Linked DNA regions of Sus scrofa: region 2 is linked to region 1. A link is a contact called in public HiChIP or PLAC-seq data. All regions are on one chromosome and are shown on one strand. Each heading gives the region's core, a stretch centred on a gene start, on an enhancer-like site or on the middle of the called end of the contact. The rest is flanking DNA. Distances are from core to core; before and after follow the strand shown. Region 1 overlaps LOC106507922 (a long non-coding RNA gene). Region 2 has its middle 16 kb from the start of KLF6.

The links. HiChIP or PLAC-seq counts read pairs in DNA pulled down with a chosen protein or histone mark.
Region 2: a contact with region 1 is called in an H3K27ac HiChIP or PLAC-seq map of alveolar macrophages. The contact joins two enhancer-like sites. A contact is called at or near these places in 1 of 47 Hi-C or Micro-C datasets (blood) and 1 of 2 datasets of contacts at active chromatin or transcription factors (alveolar macrophages).

What each region holds. Positions count from the first base shown.
Region 1 is chr10:66,336,944-66,343,568 of Sscrofa11.1, reverse strand. LOC106507922 (a long non-coding RNA gene) reads left to right here. Exons shown (of 3, transcript XR_002336441.1): 2 at 4,603-4,758; 3 at 4,902-4,942. Among named protein-coding and RNA genes, the nearest start is that of KLF6, 150 kb to the left of the region's middle. Within about 2 kb of position 1,543, at least 2 of the 83 cell types and tissues checked have an H3K27ac peak or open chromatin away from gene starts, as enhancers often do. A contact at or near this core is called in alveolar macrophages, where this site is marked.
Region 2 is chr10:66,468,729-66,475,175 of Sscrofa11.1, reverse strand. No RefSeq gene overlaps it. Among named protein-coding and RNA genes, the nearest start is that of KLF6, 16 kb to the left of the region's middle. Within about 2 kb of position 2,930, at least 53 of the 83 cell types and tissues checked have an H3K27ac peak or open chromatin away from gene starts, as enhancers often do. A contact at or near this core is called in alveolar macrophages, where this site is marked.

The DNA.
Region 1 (6,625 bases), core at 294-2,793:
AGACCCTGGGGGCAGCCAGCGGGCAGCAGTAGCCGGGAGCCTGGAGCTGAGGTCCATGGAAGCAGAGGTCTGTTTAGTGTTTCAAGGAAATTCGGCCTGGAAAACCTGAAGCAGTGAACTCAATCCCCAAGAACCACAGCAGAGGTTAGAAACTGTTCTTGCTGGACTGGTGGTTGTTTTTCTCCCTCAGCCCCAAGGTTTAGAAAAGACCCACAGCTGGCTGAAGCTGCCTGCCCGCTGGTCCATGGACGGGCCAGTGATGGACAGCCAGGTGCCAGGCAGGGAGCAGTGGGGACCGAAGAAAAACGATTGCGGCACGATACCGTCTCATCTCTCAGACCTTGGCCTTGGGAGGAAGAGGTGGCCGCTCGGTGGGCGGGGGATCTGCCTGGACAGGAGCTCGGGCAGGCCACCCTCCTGGGAGCCAGCCTCTCCGCCAAGGCTGCCAGCTGAGCCTCTTCACACGATTTCAAAAAGGAAATAGCTGTTCTTTTTCATCCATTTACCTTAGTTAACGATCACTTCTAGCTGTCTGGGACTCCGGTATTCATACATCTGCTCCTCTTGACAATGGCCTTCAGAGGTAGGATTTTTATGGTTAAAGCCTCTCTAATACAAACAAACCCCAACGAAATATCTACCCAATTGCTCTGGGATGGTGGAAGTCTAATGGATTGCATCCTGTCGCTGGGATCTGGCCGTGAATGGAGACGGAAAGTCTCTAATTCACAGTGGACTAACCACAAGCCCGCCTTTCCTCTTTCTTTCCCTTTGCAAAGTTTCCTTTTTGACCCAGAGGAAGGGGAATCATGTTGTATATACTCCAGGTATTCATTCTTTTTTTTCCCCCCCGAATCCGAATTTCTTTGTTTTCCTAAAATTTAGTATTTTCGATAGCATTTCTTGGGATTTTAGGGAGGTAGGTTGTTGAGGACAATTAAAAGGTTATTTACAAATTTATAAAAATGTGTAGAATTTAGTTCATAGCCATTGATAAGAAGGCCCTAATACAAACATAGCCGCAGAATGTAACCAGTTCATTCACATGTAAGGAAATACAACTAATCAGGAAACAGGCAGAAATTTTTCAGAATGGTTGTCTTGGTCAGGGTTCTCCCGAGAAACAGAACTGAAAGATGGGTGTGTGTGTGTGTGTGTGTGTGTGTGTGTGTGTAAGCAGGGAGATAGAGAGGTGGTAGATAAACACGTGTATAGTTGGTAGGTAGGTAGCTGGACAGATTGATTATAAGGAATCAGCTCCTGTGATTATGGAGGCTGGCAAGTCCCACGGTCTGCATGCTGTGTCCTCAAGCTGGGGACCAGGACAGCTGATGGGGTCCTTGTCCAAAGCTGTCAGTTTCCAGACCCAAGAAGAGCTGTCGTGCACGTCACGTCCGAAGGCAGGAAAAAGCCAGCGTCCCCAGTCAGAGGCCGTCAGGCAGAAGGATGCCCTCCCCCAGCAGAAGCTCAGCCTTTTGCTCTGTGTGGGCCTGTGACTGACTGGGGAGGCCCCCCTACCCATGCAGGGCAAAGTGCTCGGCTTGGTGCCCTGGTTACGTCATAAAGTCATCCGGAAACACCCTCACGGAAACCCCCGCAGTCATATCTGACCAAATCTGGGCACCCTGTGGCCCAGCCAAGTTGGCACATAAAATGAACCATCATGGTTGCTCTAAAGACTCACATTAAAAAGTAATGATCTCTCTTTCTGAACCTTTACTCTTTACAGTTAGAAAATGAGGACTCGGGGAGTTCCCGCCGAGGCTCAGTGATAACGAACCCGACTAACATCCATGAGACGGAAGGTTTGATCCCTGGCCTCGCAAAGCAAGGTCTACAGAACTGTTCCGTCTCTTGCATTCAAGGGCCCTTCCCAGTACCTCATTCACAAACATGGTCCCCAAACAATGCCACGTGGGTGAAGGATCCAGCATGGCTGTGGCTGTGGTGTAGGCCAGCGTCTACACTTTGGATGCGACCCCTGGTCTGGGAACTTCCAAATGCAGCCGGCACAGCCCTAAAAAGACAAAAAAAAAAAAAAAAAAAAGAAAGAAAGAAAAAGAGAACTCAGAGAGCGTTGCCTGCGTGAGCATAAATAAATACAAGCCTTGCTAACTTCAGGAAGCAAGTGGGCAAGAGTCTTAAATCTCCAAGGCTTTTGGTTCAGTATTCTTACTTTGGGGAGTCTTTCTAAGATGGTCATCTCAACACATGTGGAAAAAATAGATGCATGTCAAAATCTTTATCATGCTGTATTTATCATAGTAATAAAAATAAAGGAACTGGGGGTTCCTGCTGTGGCACAGCAGGTTAAGGATCTGGCGTTGCCACAGCTGTGCTGCAGGCTGCAGCTGGGCCTCGGATTCAACCCCTGGCCAGGGAAGGTCCCTCGCCACAGGTGCAGCCAAAAATAAATAAATAAAGGAAATGATCTCAGCTGTCAACACTCTAAAAATGAATGATTCCCTGTGACTCCTCTCGACAACAACATGGCAACGTTTCACGAAAATGTAAGGACGTGGGAAGTGCGGTATTGTAGTCATGACACCAAACATGTTTAGAAAGACTGAGAAGGCGCATCCCCCAAATATCAGCCAGCAGTTATTTGGGGCTGGTCAGTGTGCTCCCTCCTTTGTCTTTCGTTTGTTTTCATTAAAGACCAGAAGCTTGATGTGAGGACGCAGTTCCGTTCTGCTTCTTGTTTTCCTACTTAAATAATATACACAGCATAAAGCATGCGTCAAGTTTAGGGAATGCGACACAGATAAAGATTTTTTCAAAAATCCTTTACAGAATGTGTTTTAACTAGACCCAAACTGCTCTTGTCTAATTATTTCACGTGGCACTGTTTGGGGACCATGTTTGTGAATGAGGTACTAGGAAGGGCCCTTGAATGCAAGAGACGAAACAGTTCTGTAGACCTTGCTTTGCAGTTTATCTATGAACTGGGCCTTTACACAGACACAGATGTTAGAACATAAACTCATATCTGGAACACAGGGTAACAAATGCACATTACTCAAAACGCTTGCTTGCCCAACTCAGGACTAGAAGACAAGATGTTGCAAACTAAAAAAAGTGGTTTTTGGTTTTTGTCTTTTCTAGGGCCGAACCCGTGGCATATGGAGGTCCCCAGGCTAGGGGTCTAATCGGAGGTGTGGCCACCGGCCTATACCATAGCCACAGCAGTGCCAGATCCAAGCCATATCTATGGGCTACACCACAGCTCATGGCAACGCTGGGTCCTTAACCCACTGAGCGAGGCCAGGGATCAAACCTGAAACCTCATGGTTCCTAGTTGGACTCATTAACCACTGAGCCACAACGGGAACTCTGCGAACTAAAAAAATGTAAGTTGCAAATGCTGTATCAAAAATTTTTTTTGTCATTAGCTTGGCTTTAATATTCTCCCAGCCATAATCTTATTAAAATAGCAATACTTAGGCAGCTCGCTTTTTTCTAACTCACGGACTGTCCTCCGGGAAGGCAGAGCCACGGATCTGGGGTGAATGAACAAGTGGAAAAGTCCATCCACTTGGGAGAAAAAAATAATTAGAAAAGCTCATCCTGGAATCCAAGTTCTTCTCCTTCACAAATATATATTGGCTTTAGTTTTACGATTTTTTTTTTTTGAGCTCCACACAGCTGCCTCTGACAAATGCGGGGGCCCATGCTGGGCCCCCACCTGAGTGGCTCCCACAGCCGCTGCCATGACGCAGACCTGTGGTTTTGGTATTTCTGTCTTCTCCCCACTTAAAGCATCATCCACAAAGTTATAAAATCTGTGGAGGCCAGTGAGATGATCAGGACGTAGAATAATAACAGTCATCCCAGCAGTAACTCCTGTACCTCATTCTGAGCCCACGGCTGACCCGCGAGCCCCTAGCCTGGACCACTTTCTTGGTGGAGGCTGTCATCTTCTGCAGCTCCATCCTCTTCCTTTTATTTTCTTTTTTCCCCAGTCGCGCAGTATTTATTCACATTTCAAGCTTGATATCTACTGCCTCGGGTACCCATACGAAGCCTCAGCAGTTCCCTCGACTCACAGAGTCAAAGCCACTTCCTCATTCGGATAAATCTTAGGTGGCAGATGTGCCCACAGAGAAGGGTGTCAGCACCTCAGAATCCATCTGATGGGAATATCCCCTAATATGAGAGTCTGGTACAGATATGAATGTTTTAAGGTTTTGAGAATCTGCATGCAAGTGTCTGCCACGATAACGGAGGGAAAGGAAAGCGGTGTGTGTGCGCGCGCGTGTGCGTGTGTGTGCACACGTGTGCATGCAGTTTAGCGGGCATGGGGTTTCACTGCAGGGAGAGGAAAACAGTCTGGAGAAGGTGGGAGGTGACTTCACAGAATGGGCGTGTGCTTTACCATCACGGCGCTGAGCACTTAAACCCGTTACAGGGATCAGCTGTATCCGATGTGCAGTTTCCCACAGCAAAAACGTAAAAAAAAAAAAAAAAAATGAAGTAGTGTGTGTTAGCTTTCAAGAACATTTTAAAAATTGGAAAGCTGAGGGACAGGTGAATATATTTCTCTACATGTGTATGTAGCTCCTCCGTGGTGTCGTCTTATGTATATGTTCTCATTTTTTAAAGTTTTACTGCAACAGAGTTGATTTCAACGTGATGGTCATTTCTGCTGGCGACTGAGGGACTCCGCGACGCACATGCCCACGCCTATTCTCGTCCAGAGTCTTTTCCCACGGGCTGTGTCGGAGAACCCTGAGTCGTCGTCCCTGCGCTGCACAGCAGGTGCTCCTTGCCCAGCCTTTCCGTCGCCCTCAGGGTGCACCTGCCAATCCCAAATCCCCAGTCCATCCCTTACCTGAACTCTCCCTTTTGGGAACCACAAGTTTCTTTTCTAAGCAGTTTCTTTTCTTTTTTTGTCTTTTTAGGGGTCAAATCAGAGCTGCAGCTGCCGCCATGGCTCATGGCAACGCTGGATCCTTAACCTGCTGATGGAGGCCAGGGATCAAACCCATGTCCTCATGGATGCCAGTCGGGTTTGTTACTGCTGAGCCACAAAGGGAACTCCCTCAGCAGTTTTTGACTCAGCTGCCCTTGTGCTATCTCTGCTTTCTTACAAGCTCCAGTGGGTGGAGCATTAGAAAGGGTAGAGCTGTAATGGTCCCTACCTCCCGCTGAGGGCATTTCAAGACATGGTCTCTTGTCCACGCGGAGGCTGCCTACAGGTGGGAGATTGCACACCCCCATCCTGGGCACCTGAAGAGGCTGGGCAGAAACCAAGCAAGGCTGGAGCATTCAGGGCTGCAGCTTCAAGCTCAAGAGCAACATCAGATGCTCCCGCCAACACTGACGTCTCCGTGATGTGTCCTGCTGGTGGCCGTGTAACACTAGAGTTTTCACCCCTTAACAATGGAACGAAAGCCATGCCCCCCCATCCGGGGTTCTCCCTTGGTTCCATATCTCGGGCATGTCCTGAGAACCTGGAGGCCCCAGCTGAGGCGTGACCTTGAGGCGTCTCAGTTCATGAAGGGGCACCTGCAGGGTTTTGAGGGTCTAGCTTCTAGAACATCTCTTCCAACTGTGGGAAGCAGGGACATCAGTGACAAAAGTCTTGGGGCCGGCTTCACGCCGCAGCTATCTCCATATGAATACCTTTAAGGGCACATTAGGACTGTGACAGAAAAGGGAACAAAACAGAGATCATGCCTTCGAAAATCAGGATTTGTAGCGCCAGACCTCTGTTGCTATGGCAACAAAAGCACCATCCTTGTACTGCGTCGAAAAATGTATTTCATTCATAGAGAACTTACGTTTCAAGGTTGTTAGGGGCGATTAAATGAGTGTGAGCACATAAAACACTTAGCACGGGCCCAGTGCAAAAAAATACATACTAAATGCTAATGCTATTAACAGGAAGATCTCTTTAATTCACCCGGAGTTTCCTGAACACTGCTACGTGCTGCAGGTGTTTCAGACAATGTCAAAATAAAAGACCAAAGCATAAAATATGTATGTTGATGGAACTTGCTGTCTTTGGTGAGATATCAGATTCACAGCGTAAAAAGTAGGACCGCGAAATAAGACAGGATAACATAAAATGAAGAAATTGTCATAAAGTGGAGACATTTTAAAGACCGAATAGTGACTATTTCCTGAGGACTCCGTTTCTGACACCGTGCTGAGCCCGCCTGCACGACCTCGTTCACCTCTGTGGGGCCCCTTCATAGGCAGCGGATGGGCTGTACCTCTGCGTACCGAGGCGTCACTCCCCGGCTGTCCCCAGTGCCCGGGCTCCCACATGTCCACTCTGGTATTGGGGTGGGGGGACAGGGCTCAAAGCCTTTCATTTGTGATGCTGTGATATTGTGATTCATGATAAGAAATACATAGTTGGTCTTCTTCCCATTTCTGGCACAGAGCCCTAAAACCCTTGAATTTCCCAGGTGATGTTGCAACAAAAGCGACCTTTGTTCTGCTATGCAGGTGACTTTGGGAAAGCCCCTGGTCCCCTGAGGATGGGGGCGGTAACTGGGGGAAACAGCCGCGCACCTGGAGGGCTGGAGCTTTCAGTCCTACCCTGACCCCCAGGGAGGGGAGAAGGGCTGTAGACAAGGCCAATGATTAATCAATCTGCCTGTGTGATGCCACCTCC
Region 2 (6,447 bases), core at 1,681-4,180, 130 kb before region 1:
ATTTGGGCAGAGTCTCAGAAGCACACTTCAAGGACCGTCCAGGTTTCCCTGCTGGAAGCCACCCGGGAGACTCACTGGGTGTCCATTCCAGCATCTTACCGGGGGAGGAGGACATCCTGGCGCAGAGAGAACCTCAGACAAACACCAGCAGCGATTGTGCCCCAGTTAAACCATCCCGCTGCCTCTGTGGAGCACCTGGGTGCTCCCCATTTCCCTTTCAGAATCCCCCTGAGAACTCCCTTCTGGCCGCGTGGCTTGGCAAGGGCAGGCTAAAAATCCACCCCGGGCTTCCCTCCAAAAGCATCCTTACGTTGTGATGATCCACATCTTATTTGCATTCAGGAGAATTCTAGCCCCGCGTCTACCCTGCTGCCTGTCCGCGTTAAGGAAGTGTTTGCTCTGGGCTGTAAAGAATGAGTAACTGGGCGAGACCCCGCTGTCCGGCCACCCGGAGCCCAAGGTGGCCTCCTGGGAGAGGTGCGCACAGCTGAGTCAGACTCGGGGTGACCGGCAGCTGATGGAGCTGATAGTGCGACACTCCTGGCTCCTTCTGTGCTTTGTGAACGCTGTTTAAAATGCTGCTGCCTCACGACGGCGGAAAATACGTGTGACTCCTCGTTGCTCCTGAAGCCTGGTGGGGGGTGTGGACACTGGAGAATGGCTCTGGCACCGGGCACAGTCTGGGGAGGCTGCAGTGGGCTCATCTGAGGTTTCCGTCTGTTTAGGAACCATGGGTCCATCCTTGCTTTTAGGAATAATTTGGATCTCTGGCTCCCATGCAGAACCGAAGAAATCCAGTCTACACCTGAATTGCCTAATCTCACTGAGAGCTGTGGGCTGGCCTAGAACTGGGGCAGTTGTGTCCTTCTTTGGCTCAAATTAAAGCAACAGTCAGCTCATCCAGTGGTTTCTGGCCGTGCCTGCTGCCTCCAGGCCCTCTCCCGGCCTGTTCCCTCTGGGCAGCGTCAAGGGACCGTGGAGGGACAGGGGTCTACATGGCACTCTCATTTCCTATCCTACAGTCTCAAAATCCCTCCAGGCTGAACCGCTTAGCTGGGAGTCTAAGCTGCAAGCTTTCCAATGCCCCAGCCCCTGCGGTTAGGTTAGCGCTGCTGCTCACCCCTCGACTTCCAGGCCTAGAAAGCCGTAAAGAGCGGTGGATCCGCATCTTCTCTGCTGTCTTATCTCCCATGACCCTGGCTTTGCTCAGACTTCCCTTCCCAGGAGCATCCTTCCTCCCCCGATGGCTTCGTGCCCCCCATCCCTGGTCCCACAGCACTTCTCCTCTGCGTGTCTGCAGCGCCCTGAGGCTCATGAGCTGCGGGTTGATGACTGTCACGTCTGTGGCTGTGGCGCCTGTACGGCCGTCTTCAGTGAAGGGTGTCTGAGGTTTCCCTCCCTCCCAGCGCACCCGGGGACCCATGGTTTGGTCAAAAGAGCTTCCCAATGTGAGACCACGAGCCAGCCTTGCTGTGGTCTCGGTTCCCTCATCTGTGGCCTGGGGATGCTCAGACTCATTTCATAGATTCTCCCGGTCTGCAGACCGAGGGTGCCTCCCGCCAGCTCCTGACACCCCTGGGAAAACGGCTCATTCTGTCTCCCAGGAGAGCTCCTCAGAGGGGTGGTTCTGCCCATCTGTTAAGAGTAGCACCAGGAGTTCCCGTCATGGCTCAGCAGGTCAGGAACACAACAAGTGTCCATGAGGATGTGGGTTCGACCCCTGGCCTTGCTCAGTGGGCTAAGGGTCTGGTTATTGCTATGGCTGTGGCGTAGGCCAGCAGCTTCAGCTCCGATTTGATCCCTAGCCTGGAACGTCCATATGCCAGGGTGCAGCCCTAAAAAAATCACCCCCAAAGGAAAAACAAACAGCGGAAACAAGAAATAAGAGTAGCCCCATCCAGGGGCTATTGCTAGTGTTTCAGATTTGGGGTTCTGAACGGTATGCAGTCACGTTGCTCGCCTCTGGACCCTGAGCCCCCCCGGGCCCCGCCAGACAGACAAGCCAGAACTGGGCATCTTGGCAAACAACGAGCCTCTGTGTCTGTTGCGGTGGTTGTCCACACTGATGCTACTTGGGGGCCCGGTCTTCCTCGTCATCATCTACTTGGTGCTTCCTGGCTCCGAAAGGGCAGCCCCCGTCACGGCCGGGGCTTGTCCACGGTCTGGGTCCAAGTTGACCCAGTGACAGTCACCTTCAGAAGAAAAAAACAGAACAAACACACTAGAGCTTAAAAACACGGTTTCCCCTTCAGAACTGATTTTCAATCTTTTTGGGCAAAAAGAGACGTCTTACAACATTTTAATTTGTTTTTCTATGTGACATTGAGGAAATGAGATTCATGTAGTGACACGAATTACTGGGGGAAGACGGGGGTCAGGAAGAACATTCGCGTGTGAGTGTGTGTGTGTGTGTGTCCCATCCACTCCTCTATGCTCGGAATGAAATGGTTCTTGGAACCCCGGGTAGAGCCCCTCCCAGACGCACTGAAGGAAGTGCATGGCTCTGTGTGTCCCTAAGCACATTAGCAGATGTGCCTGTCCCGTCGTGGAGGGGCTGGCAGGGAGAGCTTTGGCTGCGGGTGTGGAACACACACTCGGCAGCACATGGTAAAACTTCCCTTCGTGTCACAAGGGGCAGAGCGTTTTGAGGGGCTCCTTTGGGCTTGTTCTGAGGGCCAGACGAGCTGGCAGCCGGGGAGGCTGGGGCAGGCTGGCTGCCGGGGTGATTCTACGTGGCCGTGGCCGTGCTCCGGGGATACCCGAGGAACTAGTCTTCACGCCGGGCCTGTAAGAACCAGCAGCTTTGTTGCACGCTGCAGGCTGTGAGCTTCCCAGGCGTGGTCAGCCGGCCCGGCAGGAAACACACTCACAGGCGAACAACCTTCGGCACCCACTCCCGACTTTCAGTTCTGAGGACAGTGAGTTCCCGGTACAAGGGAGTGGAAGCTGATGTCACCACAAAGCTATTGCCTTGCTTTGCAATCAGCAAGTGCGTTCAAAGTCCTCCAACGGGCGCGCACACACACACACACACACACACACACACACACACACACACACGCTGAAAAGCGTGTTTCCCAGTAGTCAGGGGCAACTTTTTATAAACAGATGTTCCGAAGGCCAAGTAAACAAAATACAAAAACATGCACGGTTCCGTTCAAGAATGCCGCCGGCAGTTACGTGTGCGCTGTGACCCTATTTTCGCTCACCGCTTTCCCGGAAGATGTTGTGAGGAATGAAATCCAAAATTAGCTCTAGGCCAAGAGTGAGTAATTTCAACAGGCACTCTGCAATGGCTTGTGCGCTTTGGAGCCATATATGGGTGAAAGTAACCATTTCAACAGGAAGCAGAAAAAAAAAATAAAAGGAAAACTTTTTGCACAAAACAGAAAAATTCTTAAACTTTCATCTGTGAAAGTGTTCAAATTCCCAAGGCGTGCGGAGTGAAACTCCAGGTAGTTTTTAAATTTGTTTTTATAAAATGTATTTGAAATGCTTCACTAACTTTCAGGGCAGAATCAGGAAACGTTGCTTCCATTAATTATTATTAAATGGTTGGCTAGCGTTTCACTTCTGTGTATGTTCTCTTTCTCATAACTAAAAACTAGTGAACATTTAATTGAATTTTGATGATAATCTTAATAGCATCATCGTACATTTACTCCTTAAAGCAATTTCATGTTTGCAAATTGCTTTTGCATTCCTTTTAGCTAGTTACATAACTTACTTGCTCAAAGAGTAAAATTAAATTCCCACTAATGGAACGGGGTTTTTGCTTTTTCAGTGTAAACACAAATGTGTCAAGCAATGTAAGGAAAATGGCTTGTTTCGATATGGATTCGCCCGTCCTTATTACTAAGTGTCTTTCGGTTTCTGTCAGACCTCAAGCTGCCTGCCTGGGCATCGGGGTGGGCATGGCAAAGGAGTTCTGAGAGAGGGCACTTCCTGGCAGGCCCTCCGTTGATTTCATCATCTAGACTCTCGCCCGCTGATCCCCGTGACAGCCAGGTCAGCATCAGGTCAGAGTCCAGAAGGGGTTCCTCTCTTGGTATTTGGAAGGACCTTGCAGGGGTCCCCCATATTTAATAATCACCTGGACGGACGCATCGATTTCCAAAGAGCATGCCACTGCGGAACAGCAGCCCAGGGGAGAAGCTCGATAAGTGCCCTCTTGACTGGGCACTGAAACTCTTAGTAAGAAACTCCTGGTGTCCAGAGCCGTAGAGGCACACTCCACTCTGGGTAAACTCTTAAAGAACGGCTACGCGTGAGAGTTATTATTATTATTATTATTATTATTAACCTTTTAAAGACATAAAACCCATCTCTCTGCAGGGCTCCTGTGCTTAGGCTCAGCCTCCAGGCGGCCAACCTCAGGGTGGGGCTGCGGTGGGAAGGCCGCGGGAGGCACAGCGAGCTGGGCTGTTGTCCTGGGGAGGTGCTGCGGGCTCCTTGCAGGCAGAGGTCGGTTATGGGACTTTAGCAGCAGATTTCAGCACCCTGCTCTTATCTCTTTGCCATCAGTTTTGTCAAAATGTTAAAAATCACCTATCTGGAGACACCGTGTGGAGGAGAGAGGGGACCTTTGTTTAGGTAGGAGCGTCCTCCTAACTCAGCCCAGCAACCTTTCCCTTTGAAGATCAGCCCCTTGCCCCCCTGGAGATGCCTCTGGGGCCGCAGTGCTGAGAGCCTCAGGAGGTTCCGAGATATTTTGAGGACTTTAACCTCCAACCGGTGTCCGCGTCCAGCCCTCCTCCTCCACCGTGGGTGGGTCGGGAGAGGTGCCCTAGGCCATCCAGCCTGCAGCTTCTCTGCCACCCAAACGCGTCTCCCCGGAGGGTTCTTCCCTTAACTCCTCTCTGCCGACACTTTTCCCAGCTGTGTGGACAGTGGCTGCCCGGAGGGCATCCCCGCTGAAGACAAGGCACCTTCCTCAGGCCCCCACCCGGGTTCTCCTTGAACCGCGTCTCCCGCTTGGAATAGGCCAGATGGGGGCGTGCTCCGTGGCTCGTGGAATCTGTCCTGGTAAAATGTACAACTTACTGAACAAAAACCTCTGCTTAAAAAAAGAGATTTTCCTTGTATTCTTCGATTCTACAAAGAGGCAGAAGTGGAAAAAAAATGTCCTGAGAATTGGAGTTTCCCCCCAATTTATTTTCTTAAAGTTAAAAAAAAAACTGAGATACAATGGACCTATAACATTCCGCTCTGTACTGGCTTCAGAGGTGCAGTGTAATGAGCTGATCCGTGTGTATACTGCAACGTGAGAGCCACAACTAAGTCCGGTTATCATCCGTCAGCATCCACCATGACAGATTTTGTTTTCGTGTGATGAGAACTTCCAAGACCCCCTCCCAAAGCGACTTTCCAATATACAGTAGTCACAGGTGTAATACTTGAGTTCTTCTTCTAGACGGAGAAATCATCATTTCTGAAATTCAAGTCCCAAAGGCAAATAATTGGGACCTTCTTAGCTGGTATGTAGCATATACTTTCGAAAGTAGGGGTCCTGTATTCATGACACCGGTGATTAGGAGAGTCCCGCACGGATGCAGCCATTCTTCCCACCTGGAGTCAAAAGAAAAAATCTATCACACAGACTCATCGGCAAATATGTACTGGGCGTTTTTGAGTGAGTGGCAATTGCAGATCCCCTGGGATCCCAAAGTACACATGACCTGCTGGCTCCTGGTTGTGCTGGCAAACGGGCCCCTTCCCTGTGCTGGTCACCTGGCATCGTGCAGATGGTTATCAGGACATTTCAAATGCCATCCTCCTCTACATCGGTGGCTTGGGTTTGTTTTATTGACACAGCCCCCCCCCATCACCATAGTAACCCTTCTCATTCCTGCAATAATTCTCCTCCGGGATAATACGGTGCTTTGGGAGGGCTGAACAGAATTCGTGTGGGGCTGGGTTGTAATGTGAGAAAGCCACCCCTCTCTGAAATTCTGTCATGGTTGGGACTCTACTCGTAGTGTGTGTGACCTCAGATTCCTTAAACACGGATATTGCTGGGCTTTACGATAAATATACTTGTGGGCATTAATTAATTTTGTTTATTTATTGACCTAAAATTTTTTTGGCCTTGCCCATGGCATGCAGAAGTTCCTGGGCCAGGGGTCAAACCCACACGACAGTAGCGACCTGAGCCACAGCAGGGACAAGGCTGGATCCTTCCTCCGATGAGTCACCAGGGAACTTCTATAAACACTAATTTTTAAAAAATCTTTGTGAACATCAATTAATTAAAATAAACTTTCCCGTACATCTAAAAGTATAGGAAAGAACAGCAGTGTTTCTTTCCCTTTTATTTATGATTCCTGTTTGAGCTTTTTTTTTTTTTTTTTCTGCTTTTTGGGGCGGCGCATGTGGCCTATGGAGGTTCCCAGGCTATGGGTTGAACCGGAGCTTTAGTGGCTGGCCTGCGCCACAGGCACAGCAATG